2 separate regions of the Gossypium hirsutum genome follow, and region 2 is linked to region 1. Evidence: chromatin contacts called from public Hi-C data. All regions are on one chromosome and are shown on one strand. The core of a region is the stretch at or near the end of the contact, and the rest is flanking DNA. Distances in the headings are between cores, read along the strand shown. Region 1 holds the start of LOC107919824 (pentatricopeptide repeat-containing protein At4g38150). Region 2 holds the start of LOC107920043 (sphingoid long-chain bases kinase 1).

The links. Hi-C and Micro-C count contacts between places; a contact is called where the count stands out from the background.
Region 2: a contact with region 1 is called in a Hi-C map of leaf, with 4 times the contacts expected there. The contact joins the promoter of LOC107920043 here to the promoter of LOC107919824 in region 1. A contact is called at or near these places in 6 of 34 Hi-C or Micro-C datasets (all in leaf).

What each region holds. Positions count from the first base shown.
Region 1 is chrD13:8,270,412-8,273,615 of Gossypium_hirsutum_v2.1, forward strand. It overlaps LOC107919824 (pentatricopeptide repeat-containing protein At4g38150), which reads left to right and starts at 1,442. Exons shown (of 2, transcript XM_016849205.2): 1 at 1,442-2,359; 2 at 2,462-2,800. The coding sequence starts at 1,657. The coding sequence ends at 2,682. LOC107919825 (transcription termination factor MTERF6, chloroplastic/mitochondrial) reads right to left here and starts at 1,291. Exons shown (of 3, transcript XM_016849207.2): 1 at 1,133-1,291; 2 at 1-700. The coding sequence starts at 698.
Region 2 is chrD13:8,450,284-8,453,487 of Gossypium_hirsutum_v2.1, forward strand. It overlaps LOC107920043 (sphingoid long-chain bases kinase 1), which reads left to right and starts at 1,585. Exons shown (of 9, transcript XM_041110183.1): 1 at 1,585-1,768; 2 at 1,881-2,540; 3 at 2,640-3,011. The coding sequence starts at 2,064.

The sequences.
Region 1 (3,204 bases), core at 192-2,691:
TTAAGATATGCAAAGTTTGGTCTTAGAATCTTGTCAACATCACGGCACAAGACTTCAGGAAAGTTCATGGTCACTGTTTGAAGATCTGTCTTGGATAAACCAACCGATTTTAAGAACTCGGTTGTAGGACGTAGCCTTTTGTTGACACTATAACCCATTATAAACGGGTATTTTGCCAGAACTTTACCGATCATCCATTCTCTGGTAAGGCCAAGTGTGGCAAGGAAGTTAACAATATCTGTGAGTTTAGATTCAATGCTATAACTGATAAGCCTAGGATTTAGCAATATCATTTTGCCTAGTTGCCTTTCAGAGACTCCCAATGCTTGAAAGAAAGCCAAGAGTGGGCAAAGCTTCTCTTGCACACTGTGTGAGACTATTTGAGGGAATCTAGCAATGGCAGAAGCAACTTCGCGGCGTTCGGTTCCTAGCGTAGCAAGGCACTCTACCATGGGGACAAGCTTCTCATATAGACCAAGGGCAAGGATTTTGGGGCACTTGGAAACAACAGAAGGTAGCTTTCTCTCTTGAATACCAATGCTTTTCAGGTAAGACCAGTTTTCGGAGGCTCTTTCCTTGTGCACGCGTTGAAGGCGCTTACATTTCTTGAACATTTCATTGATGCTTTTATCATCAAAACCTTTGTCTCTGAAGAACCACATGATGCTACCACCATTTTGACAGCTAGTAACATCCATGTCTGCAACAAAGGCACAAGCAGATAAATGACATTAACTCTAGAAACAATCATATAAATTCACATTCACTTGAAGACTAAAAAAGTAAATTATGTTGCAATGGAGCCATAGTTAAGAAGCTGGAAAGCACAAGTTAGCTTCCCTGGAATTATCATCAAAAGAAGCAAGCAATGAAAAAAAATGGTGCCTCTTGAAGGAAGATTCTTACAAAGATAAATTACTAAATAACAGTAAAAAAAGAAGATGGATTCAAGGGGCTGCAAGAAACAAACAATTGATAATAGAATTTCATCAAGTGAATGACACCAAGCAACAAAGCAAAGGTTTCCCAAGAGAGTGTTCTAAACAAAATAGAGAAAAAGAAAGAAAGAAAGAAAGAAACACAGACAATTTTACAGTGGGTTTCTGAGGTTGATTGAAAGATGCAACATTACCTTTACCTATTGAAACTGAAATAGTGAAAAACAAAGGCAAAACCCAAGTGCTCTCTGCAAGTGACTAGGTTGTGGGTGCATTAGAGCTTCATAAGCTAATGGCGTGGAAAAGGAGCTTTGAGCTCTGACTCTGGGTATTTTATAAAACCTTATCTTAATATCCAGTGCCCCTTCGCTAATGGGGTCTTAGTTTACCGCTGAAAGAAAAACAAGAAGTTGCTCACTTTTGCTCCCCATATTACCGCTATTACCCTTCATGCTTGTATTTAAAGTACTGTTTTACCCCTAAAGGTCTAAACTTTTCCCCTTTGTTTTCTTTTGGGCTAAAAAAACCTAACTTCCCTAAGCTTAAACCCTCGTTCCCTGTCAAACCCATTGTTGTTTCTTTGAATTGTAGAAAAAAACAGCCTTTGGTACTTTTTGGGGGCTCAAAACCCTAACATTCCCTGTGAAACCCATAGCAGTTTTCCTTGCATTGAAGAAGAAAAAGAACAGCCTTTGGTACTAGAAACCAGTGCTGCAATATGGAATCATCACAAGCTCGGCGGGTTTTAACGAAGCTGATGAAGGTTTTAACTTTGAGGCCCCATCACCCCGTTTCAAGGGCAGCACCTTCATCATGTGTCTTGCAAACGCGCCTTTTCAGCGATATAAAACGACCCATCACTGAAAATGAATCCATCAGGAGCAATGAGGATGATGATGGGGCTACCGAACATATTTCCAAACGACCCTTAAGGGGTCGAAGGCCTTTCAATCCGTCTTTTAGAGAAACCGAAGGAGCCAGCTTTGATCGTAATCGTTCCTCGTTTCAATCCCCCAATGCCAAATTTGCTTCTGATCCTACAAAGAAGAGAGAAGATTCTCAATCTGATGTTAACTTCTTGGAAAAATTCAAGCTTGGGCTTGAAAACAAGAGAGAAAGAGTACCCTCTGAGTCAGAAGCAATGCATAGAAAAGAGCATGAAGAAAAGCTTTCCCCACCAGAGGATGCTGATGAGATTTTCAAGAAAATGAAAGAGACAGGTCTTATCCCCAATGCTGTAGCCATGCTTGATGGTTTATGTAAAGATGGGCTTATCCAAGAAGCAATGAAGCTTTTTGGATTAATGAGGGAAAAGGGTACAATCCCGGAAGTTGTAATATACACAGCTGTTGTTGATGGCTTCTGCAAAGCACACAAGCTTGAGGATGCAAAGAGAATTTTCAGGAAGATGCAATCAAAAGGTGTGATCCCCAATGCTTTTAGTTATACTGTTTTGATTCAAGGATTGTATAAATGTAAGCACTTGGATGATGCCATTGAGTTTTGTTTGGAAATGGTTGAAGCTGGACATTCTCCAAATGTCACCACATTTGTGGGCTTGGTTGATGGATTGTGCAAGGAGAAGGGTGTGGAAGAAGCAGTGAATGTTATTGGAACCTTAAAACAAAAGGGATTTCTGGTTAATGATAAAGCTGTTAGACAGTTCCTGGATAAGAGGGCTCCTTTTTCACCTTTGGTTTGGGAAGCAATATTTGGGAAGAAAACCTCTCAGAAAGCATTCTAAGTTTTTTTTTTTTTTTGTTAGGCTTCTAAAATTTGTAAGTCTCTTTGTCCTGCCCCTTTTTTCTTGGCTTACTGTTATTTAATTACATCTATTACATGGAAGATTCTTAGAATTTATGAATGGATGTTACCTCTTTCTTTATACAACTTCTCATGTTTGTATTTTGCTGCCTGAATGTGTTGGTTGGTATGTTTTTGAGCTGTTACGTGCATGATAGATCAATACAAGTAGCGGTGGTGCCATTTTTTTTTCTTATTTGAGTAGCTCCTACACAAAACTGATGCTATGTTGTGTCATAACTAAAATTAGATTAGAATATATGTGGCAAAATGATTTGATAAATGAGTTAGCCTTAAACTACAAGAAGAGAAAACAAAAGGAAAGGGGAACATGGAAATAATCATGATTTGTTTTTGGCTATTTTAGCATGTAATGAAGTTGACAAAGATGGAACCATTCTCCAGATGCAATTTGCCATATTCTTTTGAATCGAAAATCTCTATGTAGATTTTTTATTTCATA
Region 2 (3,204 bases), core at 335-2,834, 180 kb after region 1:
ATTTATTTTTAAAAAAATTTAAAAAGTATTAAAAAAATACAAACTTTATATACTTTTTAATTTTAAAAAATTAATTAATTGCTAATGTGACATACACATCAACTTCCATGAGGATACCACATCAGCAAAATTAATATAAGTTAATTTTTTCATTTACTTTAGGATAATTTGACAAATAATACAAGTTTAAGAGTTAAAAAAGACAAAAAATTAAATAAAAAATTAAAATAAATTTTCTAAAAAATTAAAGTACCAAATAAATTATTATACTTTATTTTTATTTCGAAATAAATTCGAATCTTATTTTAAATTTTGGAATCTTAATTGGACCTCGAAAAAAAAAACTTAAATCCACATGATTCAGAATAGCAATTAAATATATATTGTAGAAACAAAAAGATTCCGTATTTTCTTGTTTCATCCATTTTGGCCACCATGACCTTAAATTAAATTTTTTTATAATAATTGTTTAAGTTTTAAAAAATAGAAATAAATGTCGATTGATTTTTATTTTGATTAATATGGGTATTATTGTAAATTTAAGAAAAAAATAAATACTATCAGAACCTGTAATGAGATAGTTAAAAAAGATAAAATAAAATTTTCTCTCATTTGAATTTCTTCGAAGAAATAAAAAAAGAGAAGTCAAAATTGGCTGCGTTGGGAAGACTTGCAAATGCAGCATTTCTTCTCAATTTTCTTTACTGCTCCAACTAACAAAAATGCAATGTAATTTATTGTTATTAGGGTTAATTGCATTATATACCCTCAAACTATGATTAAGATTTTAAATTATTCTCAAACTTCAAGCCATTGTAATTAAAATTTTAAAGTATTAATATCAATATCGATCAAGTTCTTCTGTCAACGTAGATATTAATTTGTTGTTATCAGTACCTCTCTCAATAAAAATCTCACCACCCTTACCTCGTTGTATCATGATATTACCGACTATGACCTCACCAAAAGCAACACTTTGACAACTAATAGTAAATGTTGGATCTTTCCTTGCATGTACTATACATGGGACTTCGCCTAGTCCATGTATATTTCATAATTGCCTATCTAGAGGGTTATTGTGCTCCTTAAATGGTCGACACAATGAGAGCCGTGCTATACACATGTAAGATCTAAGGTTGAATGAGGGCCACCTTCACTTATAAATATTCTTCTTCCTTCTTTACACACACACATATAGAGAAACACCTCTTTCCTTCTCCAGCTACTCTCAGCACTCAACTATTGTGTGAACAACCAACTCTGATGCCTACATGTCTTACCTATTAAGACTTGTATATTAAATATCAGCTCAAATATGAGGTAGTACATATTTAAAATAACGTGGATTATATCGTAAACACATATAATTATTATTTGAAAAATTTAAAGATTAGGTGTTTCTATAAAATTACAAATTTAATCACAAAAAGATTATAATTGTTTACTAATGCTTTGGTTATTTATTAAATATTTTAAAGATTAAGAATGAGAATGTTTAGCACAAGTATGATATTTTATAATAAAAAATAATGGAGCAATCATATAGTAGTTGAATAAAATATGCAAAAGAAAGTGAAAATGGTAGGTTCTCATATTTGACCAAAGATAAATTAAAATAAAAATAAGAAGAGCCCAAAAGGCAAAGGTGCTTTCTTCAATTTTAAGTTACAATCAACGAATCCGCTTTATCCAAACCTAACTCTTTCCGGCAGGAATCTCGATTCGCCGCCGTAACCGCCGCCGCCCCCGCTTCCTCCTTCCTTTTCAGGTGGGTTTCAATAGTTCCGATTCCCATTTCACTCTCCAAATTATTCTCAAATTTCGATTAAACCCAGTTTATTTTTAAACTAAAATTTGAAATTCACGAGCTGATCTGTCAGATTAATCCTACGAATCGCTCTGTTGGACACACCACTGACCGTAATTCGAGCTCCCATCGTCATCATAAGGATTAAGAAGAAAAAAAAAGATTATTTTATGTATGTTTCCATATATTTATTTCTACTCCGTGGTTGTGGAATTTGTTGGTGACAATCACGGAGCCGAAGCGCCTTAAAACGGATATGCAGAGCGGTGGGAACTTGTCGAGGAGTAGTAACAGTCCATCAGTGAGAGTGCCGTCGTTGTCGCCGCCACCGCAGTCTCAGCAGTCGTCGAGGCGGCTCAGCTTGTGCTCGCAAATAGCTACTCATTCCTCCCCGATTGTGTTCCCGGAGAAACGTACTAAGAAGCCCAAAGCTTTCTCAAAACGCAGCGAAGCCTCTATCGCGGACGATCAAACTGGTAATAAATCTAAAAGGGAAGAGCATCGAATCGATATTGGTGGAGGGGATGAAAAATCTGATTTGCTTGGTTATGTAGTTTACTCAGGGAAGCTCATTTTAGATAAGAGAAAGAATGTCCCAGATGATAATAATAATTCCACCGTAGAGAAGGATTCTTCTAATGATACAGCTAACGAGCAAGCTGTTGCTGCTAAACTGACTAGCAAGGCATTGGTTTGGGGTTCACATGTATTGTCTCTTGATGACGTTGTCTCGGTAAATATTTCATCTCTGCAATAGATCATTCCAATGAATAAGGTTTAATTTTGGGTTTTTGTTTGCAATCATCCTATTCAGTTTCTTTTATCTTGATAGGTATCCTACAATGTTGGTGTTAGACATTTCACCGTGCATTCTTACCCTCTTAAAAAGGGTGCTTGTGGCTTTTCGGCTTTTATTAAACCAAAGAGAAGCCAAAAGGATTTTCGATTCTTGGCTTCTAGTGTAGAAGAGGCGGTTCAATGGGTTGGTGGGTTTGCAGACCTGCAGTGTTATATCAATTGTTTGCCTCACCCTTTAGTTTCTTCGAAGAAGCAAGCTTCTTCTGAATTGTTTCCGATGGATACTCCACCTGAGCTCGTGTTCAGATGCAAGAATCCTCCAAAAATGCTTGTGATATTGAATCCAAGGTCAGGTCGGGGTCGTTCTAGTAAAGTTTTCCATGGAATTGTCGAGCCAATATTTAAGGTATGTTCTGTATCTTTTATCTTACCAGTTTATATAGATTTTTCTGATTTTCCATGTTATTTATGGATTTGAAACTTTGGAATCACTATTCAGTTGTCCTTGATCATAATTGCTGTTGCTAGTCTGTAGTTCTCTTCCTGTCCACCTTATCCACCCATAAGATGAATAAAATCCATAATATAATTTTCTCTTA